Regions from separate parts of the Mus musculus genome. Here region 1 is linked to region 2. A link is a contact called in public Hi-C data. All regions are on one chromosome and are shown on one strand. Each heading gives the region's core, a stretch centred on a gene start, on an enhancer-like site or on the middle of the called end of the contact. The rest is flanking DNA. Distances are from core to core; before and after follow the strand shown. Region 1 has its middle 23 kb from the start of Bicdl1. Region 2 holds the start of Gcn1 (GCN1 activator of EIF2AK4).

Region 1 (5,388 bases), core at 2,495-4,994, 190 kb after region 2:
CAGGATCCTTCTGCACACCCTGAGCCCAGAACTGGTGCTACTTATATAGGCCTAGGAGAGGCGTGTCTCACACCCAGTTGTTTATGCTTTCAGTACCTCATTTACATATCTACATCCGATTGGTTATGCTCTCAGGACTTCATTAACATACCTCATTTACATTTCTACACCCGATTGGTCATACATTCAGTACCTCACTTACATGCCCCGGGCCAGGCAAAAAAACTCTACTGCACATGCGCACATTGGTTGTTTACCCAAACTTATGGGTGGTGGCCAGCGGTAGCCAGCACCACCTTATAATGGCATATGTGGCTTCCCACACCGCCTCCCCAAGCCTCCGAGCCCTGTGGTGGAGTGGACATGGGACCCACAACCCTGCATTGGTGGTTTTTTTGGGGGGGGCACATCCAAAATCCAAAACCAAGTATGGATGGTCTGTTTTGACTATGGGAACTTCTGAAGGATATGGTTTGCTATTGAAAGCAGCTGCCGGCAGATGGGATGGCTCCGCAGGTAAGACGACAACCCAAGGACCTAAGTGCAGTCCCCGGAACTCAGGCCAAGGTAGAGGAAGGAACTGACACCACAGAGCCATCCTCTGACCGCCACCTACGTACAGACAGCACCACTTGGGATTGCCCCTTCGTCATACCTATGAACACACAGTAATAAAATTAAAACAAGCCCAACAAAACAGCTCTCGGGCTGAAAAGATGACCCAGCACTTAAAAGTCTTTCCTGATCTTTCAGAAACCCAGAGTTTGTGTCGCAGCACCCACACAGGTGGCTCACAACCACCTATAATTCTTCAGCTTCTGGCATCTGTCACTCTCTTCTGGCCTCTATGAACAACTGCATTCATATGCGCCCCCCACTGCATTCATATGCGGCCCCTCCCCCCGCCCCCAGGCCCAGAAATAAATAATAGTGTATATATATTTAAAAACAGTTGAAACAAATTTTGCCTGTAAGAAACAAACCCACGGCCATCTCTTAAATTAAGACAGAGATATTTTGCTATGTTGACACCACCGGGGAAAAAGTGGAAAATTACAGTGTTCACACGGGTCTAAGTCACTGGTCTTAAATCATTTCTCAACTGACATCCTGGGTAACCAGGAAGCCGCAGATGTAAGAGCCAAAAGCAACAAATACTTACAGAAATAACTTGAGATGGGGAGGTGTGTGTAGATTGGAGGTATATATATATATATATATATATATATATATATATATATATACTGGCAAATTCTTAGAGTCTAAAATTCAAAACCTGTGTCACTGAAAACTCCTCCCCCTTCCTTTTGGTATTACTTTGTTTACTGGTGAATTTCCTTTTGAAAATGACAGATGGTCTCGCCTTGCTGGAGGCAAGACGGCAACTGGATTTCATGATGGTCTGATTCTACGAATCTTTTGAATGGAAAGAAGTTCACGACACCATTGCATACACTAGCAAGATTTTGCTGAAAGGACCCAGATATAGCTGTCTCTTGGAGACTATGCCGAGGCCTAGCAAACACAGAAGTGGATGCTCACAGTCAGCTATTGGATGGATCACAGGGCCCCCAATGGAGGAGCTAGAGAAAGTACCCAAGGAGCTAAAGGGAACTGCAACCCTATAGGTGGAACAACAATATGAACTAACCAGTACCCCGGAGCTCTTGTCTCTAGCTGCATATGTATCAAAAGATGGCCTAGTCAGCCATCACTGGAAAGAGAGGCCCTTTGGACTTGCAAACTTTATATGCCCCAGTACAGGGGAATGCCAGGGCCAAAATGGGGGAGTGGGTGGGTAGGGGATTGGGGGTGGGTGGGTATGGGGGACTTTTGGAATAGCATTGGAAATGTAAACGAGGAAAATACCTAATAAAAAAAAGAGAGAGAGAAAAAAGAAGTTCACAGAGACAGAAGAGGCATGCTGGGTTTTGCTTGCTTGGTATTTTTATTTATTTATTTATTTTGCTAGTTTCTCTATCTGTTCAAATGAACACTGTCAAATCATTAAAGATGTAGAGTCACAGTAGGAAATGACCCCTGGAGCTGCTGTCACAAGGATGGATGCAATTTTAGTATCCCAAGAATTGAAATGTAGCAGGGTGTGGCCAAACACACCTGCAAGCTAAATCCGAGGGAGGCAGAAACGGGAGGACAGCTGTGTGTTTGTTTATAGAGAGAGTTCCAAACCAGCCAGGGATACATGGTAATGCCCTGTCTTAAAACAAAACAACAGCAAAAAAAAAAAAAAAAAAAAAAAAAACCTGAACTATAATGACACAGTCTTGAGGATGGTTAATCAGCTTCATCATACTGAACTGGGGCTGGTGGGGGGTGGTGCTGAAAACATTTCCTCTAAAGTCAGGGACAAAATGAGAGTGTTCACTTTCTCTACTCTCAGTATAGTGATTTAATTCCTGGCCAAAGCAATAAGACAAGAGAATTAAATAAAAGAGATATCCAGGTGGTGGTAGTGCTTGCCTTTAATCCCAGCACTCAGGAGGCAGTAGCAAGCACTTCTCTGAGTTTGAGGCTAGCCTGAGCTATGGAGAGAGTTCCGGCACAGCCTGAGCTATGCAGAGAAACCCAGTCTCAGAAAAAAAGAAAGAAGGAAAAAAAGAAAGAAAGAAAGAAAGAAAGAAAGAAAGAAAGAAAGGAAGGAAGGAAGGAAGGAAGGTGGAGGGAGGCAGACAGACAGACAACTGGGCCTCATGACTCCGGTCTGTAGGTTCAGCTACTTGGAAGGCTGAGGCAACAGGATCACAAGTTCAAGGCCAGAGTGGATTAGCCATTGCAGCCACTGGGGGGAAAAAAGGGGTATTCTTACTATAGCCTTCTATGATCCAATATGGAAGTTCTGTGCAAGCCTCCTCCATTTTCCCGCAGAGCCAACCCATCCGAAAACAAGCTGATGTTCGGGTGCCATATTACATTACACGCATCTGAAGACCTAGGGTGTCTGGCAAGGCCTGCACTCCTCAGGAAGTGGGGTTACGTCTTCCGGACTCCTCAGGAAGTGGGGTTACATCTTCCAGACGTGACTAAAGACAAGCACCTGAATGCTCAACACTTGGAGCATCAAAGGCAGAATTTCTCTGCTCTGCTTCCTGCATGGGTGATGAATACGGCAGATAAGACAATTTTAAAATGTACAGGTGAGAATCAACTCTAGTATTACAGTGTGCACTCTTGTGCTCTCTCTCTGTCTCTCTCTGTCGTGGGTTGGCCTGGTGCTGCTTGTATTCTAAGGCTAATAATACAGAGACCCAGGTGACCATGCCCCTAGGTTATTCTGACTGGTGAAGAAGATGCCAACAGACGATAGCTGAGATATAGGTTGGGTTTAGGGTTCTGGGGCTTGTGGGTCAGAGGAGAACCATAAAGGGGAAAAGAAGGTGGAAGAAGGAGAAGCCACCATGGGTTGGGAGTCAAGAAAACATGGCCCTGAGGGCTGGCCAACTGGAGTTAAGAGCAGCCCAGATAAAGCATAGTAAGTAATAACTCTGGTTTACTGGGGAAATAAGACTTTAATTGCATAGAGGGGAGGTATCTCTTCAGCTCTAGTGCTGATTAAAGCTTATTGTAAATATAAAGGTTATGTGTGTCTTTTATCTGGCAACCAAATATGGTCAAAGGCAGGTAAAAAACCCCAAACAGGGATTAAAATTTTCTACAACACCCTCTGAAGAAAGCAGACGTGTTAAAGAGTTCCAGATGGGGAACGGAAACATATGGTTTCCCGTGTGTTTCTCAAATGAATAAGCTGGGGCTTGATGTCAGCTGTCACAGTGTGCAGACCCTCTGCTGCCTCCCCCCCCCCAGCCCCGGTCTTGCCCCCCCCCCCCGCCCCCCCCACCCCCACCCCCGGCCCTCAGGTTGCTGTCAGTCACTGTGAGTAGATCGCTTGCTCTTTTCCACCTGAAATTAAATGACAGGGGGAGGGGGGCGGAGATGAGTTACAGGTTAACCTGAGCAATTAAGGGAAAGCCTGTCTTTAAAAAAAAGTAAAATGAAGCCGGGCGGTGGTGGCATCCCATCACTCGGGAGGCAGAGGCAGGCGGATCTCTGAGTTCGAGGCCAGCCTAGTCTACAGAGAGAGTTCCAGGACAGCTAGGGCTACACAGAGAAACCCTGTCTCAAAGTAAAATAGGCTGTGGCTGCTGTGGATGTTGTTGGGGTCCAGGAGTCACCCTACAAACCACACAAACACGGTCTTAGACAGGGATGGTTTCTTGAAAGTGCACCCTAATACTGATGATCGATTAGGGTTGTAACTCAGAATCTGGGGGCCGAGGCTACGGGCCCCAAACATTTCTCAGGGCCAGCTTATAAAGAAGAACAAAAAAACCTATAGTGATCTCATGTGCAGGTGCAGGAAGTGCTGCCCTGACCCGAGCTATTTCTAGCTAGACAAACAGTTCTAATGGACCTTTATTCTGATTGGTCCTACGTGGAGCTTACATTTGAATTTCTTAAGATTAATGAACCTCATAACATACAGAACACAACAGGTTATGTGGTCAGCATGACCCTGCTCTGAGTCAAGTTATTTTTCTGGGTCAATGACTGACGGTCACATTACAGCAACAATATGAAATAGCTGGCAGGCTTGGAACAAAATGGCTACAGCTATGCTGGGGTGGGGCAGACAGACCTCATAGTTGTAACTCAGTGGTAGAGCAGTTGCCTAGTGTGGATGAGGTCCTAGGTTCCATTCCCAATACCACAAAAATAAACAAGCAATTGACAAGGGCTTAGAAGATGCGGGAGAAAAAGATACCTCATATACGGGCCATTCCAACCACTGTGGGAATTATCATGGGGACCCCTCAAAAGATGTAGCACCGTAAGATTCAGCTATAGCACTCCTGGCTTAGGGTCAGCACACCAGAGAGATGGCCACACCCATCCACAGACCTTTTCACAGCAGCCAAGTTATAGAATCATCTCAATTGGCCATTGACAGGCAAGTAAAGAAAAAGCGCGCGCGCGCACACACACACACACACACACACACACACACACACACACACACACTACTTAAGAACCACGAAGCACCATTGATAACAGGCAGAAGTGACAAACTTCATAGCCAGACTCAGATCCAGATGGCATTCCCTCAAATCTAGATAAGAAGGGGAGGGGAGGGGAGAGAAAAGAGGGAGAGAGGAGTGGAGAGAAGGTAAGAGAGGGAGGGGAGGGAGAGGAAAGGGGAAAGAGAGAGAAGGGGAAAGGGGAAGGGAGAGGGAGAGATGGGGGAGGGATAAGGAAGGAAAAAAGGAGAGGTAGGAGAGAGTGAGGAAGAGAGAGAGCTTGCAAGGAAGAGCAAGCAAGGGAGACTACAAGCATACACAAGTTCCTATGTTGGATCTTCAGCACTAGAGAAAA
Region 2 (5,641 bases), core at 131-2,630:
ATCACTGGATGTCCAAGCCATTGTTCATAGGTAGCCTTACTGCTCCAAGGCAGAGTGATGCAGGTCCAGAGCCCTGTTGCTTAAGGCTGAGGCAGGGGTAGAAGGCTGGGTTTGAGCTAGGCGTGGTTTAAGGACTGAAGTCTGAGAGGGCCTGAGATGGTGATACTGAGCTATGGCAAGGAGTATCCAGGTGAGTGGTGATTGAACTCGGGCCTGATTGTGCCTTTTGAGATGAGGATTGGTGTAGAAGTTGATCTGCCTCAGCCTTCTGCCTGCAGTAATTGAGTCACTGCTGTGTGTTTAGTAATGAAGTTATACTTGTGTTTGTGTAGTTTAGATGTGTAGTTGAGTTTCCACGTGCTGGCTAAAGTTTTTTCTTGGTAGATTAAGTCTTGAATACAGGGGCAGTTAATAACTAGCCACTAAGGTGTGCATGTAGGGTTGCTTTGATGTACTAATCGGGGGTGCAAACTAGAATAACTTGCTATGTAAAAAGCTGCTGCAAGAGCTAAAATACTGCCTGTGCATCACAGGTAACTAGACAAAAAGTTACCCTAGAATTGCAACCTCTAACCCGATAGTAGTTTGATGTTGGTTCATATAGGCATTCAGTAAGTGTTAAGTCTGAAAAGCTGAGGATTTAAAAAATGGGCTCTAACAAGTAGGTGAATACTGTATCAAATGCAATGCCCTATTGCTATCATTAACCTTGTGACGTCACTATACATCTATGTGTGTGTATATATATATTTTTTTTTCTTCTCCCTCCCTCACCCCCCAGGGTTTCTCTGTGTAGCCCTGGCTGTCCTGGAACTCACTTTAGACCAGGCTGGCCTTAAATCCGCCTACCTCTGCCTTCCGAGTGCTGGGATTAAAGGCGTGCGACACCACGCCCGGCCCCCCATCTGTATAGTTGCCACTGCTGAGGGCCAAGAAGCCTGGAGACCGCATTCTCCAAGCACACTCTTGAGTTATAGTAAAAATTCAATAATTGTCCTAAGACATCGAACTCTTCCTCAACCCTGTCCCTAGCTGTCTGCAGTTGAGGCTCCCAGCAGGTCACGCAATTCCCGGGTCATCCCTGCATCCCTCCCGCGTACCTCACCATCACCTGTTCTAACCTCCAAGCCTCTTGGGCCTGAGACTAGTCTTTGGGTTCATTCCTGGGGCCTAGGAAACAGCACGATGGGGGGTGTCGGTGCTGGACCCGGGATCCCCCCAAGGATGCCAGAGCTGCAGGGCGCTGTCCGGGGGAGGCCGAATCGAGGAGATCCCGCGCCCAGGGGCTGCAGAGCACGACCTGCGGCCGCCCTCCCGCCCGGGGGCGCCAGGCCTCGCCTTGCCGCGTGGGCCCTGCTGTGACCCGGAAGCGCTCCGGAAGCGGTTCCGGACTGGGCGCCGGCAGGATGGCGGCGGACACGCAGGTGAGGCGGGCGGCTGCGGCGGCCAACGCGGCGGGCGGCGGGGACCGGACCCGGAGCGCGGGCAGTGGGGCGGCGGGATTGCCCGGGCGGAGGCTGCGGCGCCCACGGCCGCGGAGGGCGCAGACGGAAGCGGCGGCGCGGGGGAAGGGGGCGGCGGCTGCTCGCGGCTCGAGGCTCCGGCCGGCCTGGGCGAGCAGAGCGACCCTGGACTCGAGCATCTTGCCATCCGCTTGGCTTCGGGGTAGCGGGTGCCGTGCTGGGGCTGTGCGGGTCCCGGCGGTGGCAGAGCTTACACTCGGCGTCGGCTACGGTTCTCCGGAGCCCGCGGGGCGATGCAGAGGCCCCCCGACTCTGTGCCCACACTCGGAGCGTAGCCTTTTTATGTCCATACGGGTTCGGAGTTGAGCCTCCGCTCGTTGGTTTCGTCAAGGCGTTGGATCAATGACATCACCCCTCAGGGTCTCGGTCCTTTTAACATTTGGTGGTGGTGATAATACCGATATCCTATGTTATTTTATGGGAAGATGTATTGAGACAAAATAGTAGGGTCCCATGTGGGTTTGCTGGGTGTTAACTGGGTCCTGGGTGAGATCTCAAAATGTCTTCACCTGCGAAGAGTCGTGACACCGTTGTGCGTTCACACCTGTGGGTACCTTGCAGTTCAGGGAGGCGTTGAGGCTACCCCCTTCTCCATCTCAGCCTCTTTTGTAGCCTCGTGGAAGGATGAAATAATAAATAAGAAACATAATTTTTTTTTCTCTCCATGTCTCCATCCCACCCTCCCTTTTCAAAAATGTAGATCAAGGCCAGGTAGTGGTGGCGCGGTGGTGGCACGTCTCTAATCCCAGCACTTGGAAGGCAGAGGCAGGTGGATCTCTGAGTGCCAGTCCAGCCTGGTCTACAGAGGGAGTTCCAGGCAGACATGGGTACACACACACACACAAAACCCCTGTCTTGAGAAACAAACAAATTAAAAATATATATATATAGTGAGTTGGCTTTGAACTTGTAGCCATCTTGCCTGTGGCTTCTTAATGGGTGGGTGGGGGGCTTACCCTGCCTGGCAGGAACGTATTTAAAAAACAGTTTGAGTCTCTGGGGTGAGATTAATTGATTTTTATGTTTGATCCTCAAGGCCCGCCAAAGAGGAGCCATTTAACCTGATCATTAAAAAGATGCTTTGCAAGGGTCTTCAGTAAAAGGGTTTGGTAATTTGTTTAGACAGAGCTGCGTCTTAGTGAATCCTAAGAAGGGAAGTTACTTAATGTTTCTGAATATTTAAGAATCTTCTCCCTAGAGTTGTGTTATTTAGTAGTAGGTTACCTAACTGTGCTATCAAAAGAGCCGTAAAGCTTACTTAAGTTCGTCAGAATTAAATGAAATTTAAAAATTCGGTTCTCCACCTGTGCTTCAAGTGATTTGTCCTTCATGTCTTCAGAGCAGCCACATCAGGTTTGTCATTTCAGAAAATCCTCTCTTGGGCAGTGGTGTCTGCAGAGATATCGGTGGACTTGGGAGGTGTGAGAGCTGATCTTTCCAATGCCCAGTGTGACTCCTAGAGGCTCTTAGCATATAAGGTTTCCAGTGGGAAACTTTTCCTATCTTACTTTGTAGCGCTGGGGACCCAGCCCAGGGCCCTCACGCTTGCTGGGCAAGGGCTGAGCAACAAGCTATTCCTAATCTGGCAACTTCTGATTAAGGAAAAGAGCTTCGACTTCCTTGTCAAATATGAAAAGTTCCTGCATATTTGTGAGAGAACTATCACTATGAGTTTAATGCTTTGTTATTGCCCAGCGTGGTGGCACAGGGGTTTTGTTGTTTTGTTTTTTTGTCACAGTACTCGGGAATCAGAGACAGCAGGATCTCTCAAAGTTCCATGCCATCCAAGGCTGCACTGTGATAAGACCTTGTCTCTAAAAAAAAAAAATAAAGAAAATAAAAGGAAGTTTAATGTTACCATATTGGAAGGCAGAGGGTAGTACATATGCATTATTTTCTCAAACCTCAGTAAGGTTGGTAAAGCATTTAAAAAATTATAATACGGGGCCAGCAAGATGTTTTATTGGGTAAAAGTGCTTGTTGATGTGCCAGCAAAATGGCCTGAGTTTTGACCCCTGTATCCCTTGGTGGAAGGAGAGAACTGATTCCTGAAAGTTGTCCTCTGACCTGTGCACGCATGAGCGCACGTGTGTGTACACACACACACACACACCATGGCATGTGAACATCTGAACACATGCACGGTGCACATACACATGCGCATGCTCTCTAGGCTGTGTGGGAACCCAGTGGTGGAGTCTGGCATCCACGAGTTCCATCCCTAGCATCCCTCCTCCAAGATATTTTAGGGCGGAGGGCAGGCTCGGTGATGGACCTTGTGTCTGGCATGTACATTTCAAGCCTTGTTGTCTGGTCCCCAGCACAGCAAGGCAGACCCAGCAAATGGATGTGGGAGCAGCAGTGCACAGGCAGCAGTGGCCAAGTCTGGAGGCTAGAACGTGAGAAGAGGTAGAGTTTGGTTGGTTGGTTTTTGAGTCAGGGTTTCTCCGTGTAACCCTGGCTTTACTGGAACTCTGTAGACCAGGCTGGCCTCAAACTCAGAGAGCTCTTCTTCTGCCTCCCAACCTTGGTATCAAGGGTGTGCACACACACACCCCGTCCCCCGTGAGATACAGATTTCCGAACACTGAAGGAAATGACTCCTGATCCGTGAGCTAGGAAACTCAGGAACCAACGGGAAGACCTTGCAGAACCTCTGAAAGGCAGAGCTCACGGGATCAGGATCCTTCACTGATGGAGATGTTTCCAGACCAGAGTTCTCAGCACTGTGGATAAAATAGTCTTACAGCAAAGCATTTGACCATGAAATTTCAGAATCTTTAAAAAAAAAAAAAAAAAAAAAGGCCTAGAAGTTTCTAGACAGAAAACCCGATCCCTTCTAAAAGATCAAAGCAGAACCAGGCATTCCTAGAACCAAACACAGTAGGTTAGAGTTGGAGGCCTGCTTGTACATAGTGCGACCAACCATGTCAGAACAAAAAATATTACAACAGCTTTGGTCTTCCCAACCCTAGGTAAAGGTTAGCATTCAGTGGAGGAGTACAGTCGCCTCAGTGTTCTGAAGGACAGTGATTTCAGCATGGAGTTCTGCGTCATGGCAGACTTGACTATGAGGCTCGAGCCTTTTCACGGACCCTGGGGGCACTTGTGGTGGTTACCTTACACATGGAAGAACAGAGAACTCAGGGAGACAGGCTCCTGGACGAAGGGCAGAATCTTCCGGAATAAAGACACACAACCAAGAATTTGAGTTGAATAATTAATAAGATTAGGAAGAACACCGCAAACAGGATCGTGGGAAGGGCAATTATTAACTCCAGGGAAAGGCATTCTAGGCGGAATGAGGAACACAGTCATTAAATGGAGGTCGTGTCGGTACTGTTTCCGTACAGTTCCAGCATCAATCACCGCAGCTGGCTCATTGTGACCCTGAGGACTGCTATTGATGGGATGGAGAGAGTGGTGGGGTCAGAGTCCGAAGGCCACTGGCGGGAAAACAAAAGTCTCACTGCAAGCACCTCCATGTTTGGGAACAGTGGAGGTGACACTGAAGTGCTGGCCAGGCTCAGGCTTGGGGGACAGATCTGGAGCTCCTGGGCTCTTTGCCGGTATGGAAGTGAGAACAAAGGACACTTAAATTACCAAAGCCAGCCGGGCGTGGGGGCACATTCCTTTCTCTGAGCACTGGGGATGCAGGCAAGTTCAAGGCCAGCTTGATCTGTATAGTGAGTTCCAGGACAGCCAGGGCCATAAGAAAACCAAACCAAACCAAAAACAAACAAACAAACAAACAAACAATCAAAAAGCAAGAAATAGTTTGGAGACCACCGTGTCCATTCCCTAGAGAATTAGAGTAGGAATTTAAGCATAAAAGAAAAAGCAGGAACCGGTGAGCCCGATCCCGGGACCCACTGTGGGGAACTCCCACAAGTTGTTCCCTAATCTCCACACTCAACGTTTGCCCTTCTCCAAAGTACACGTAAAAAGAAGGCATTGTTCATTGTCTGTGCCCTTGACTCAAGTTACTGATTTAAACTTCCTGTGGATGAACTGCCCTCAAAACCAGTGTCCTCTTCCCCGCTCGGAGCCGTCCATTGCCCTGTGGACCTGCAGCCTGCCACAGGAAGTTTGCAGACTACCGCTCAGGAGCAGGTTTC

The links. Hi-C and Micro-C count contacts between places; a contact is called where the count stands out from the background.
Region 1: a contact with region 2 is called in a Hi-C map of CD8 T cells, with 2.2 times the contacts expected there. The contact joins the enhancer-like site here to the promoter of Gcn1 in region 2. A contact is called at or near these places in 1 of 39 promoter capture datasets (pre-B cells), 1 of 484 Hi-C or Micro-C datasets (CD8 T cells), 1 of 115 datasets of contacts at active chromatin or transcription factors (effector CD8 T cells) and 1 of 9 other capture datasets (pancreatic islet).

Annotation. Positions count from the first base shown.
Region 1 is chr5:115,751,982-115,757,369 of GRCm38.p6, forward strand. No RefSeq gene overlaps it. Among named protein-coding and RNA genes, the nearest start is that of Bicdl1, 23 kb to the left of the region's middle. Within about 2 kb of position 3,745, at least 32 of the 459 cell types and tissues checked have an H3K27ac peak or open chromatin away from gene starts, as enhancers often do. A contact at or near this core is called in CD8 T cells and effector CD8 T cells, where this site is marked.
Region 2 is chr5:115,563,883-115,569,523 of GRCm38.p6, forward strand. Gcn1 (GCN1 activator of EIF2AK4) reads left to right here and starts at 1,381. Exons shown (of 58, transcript NM_172719.2): 1 at 1,381-1,424. The coding sequence starts at 1,407.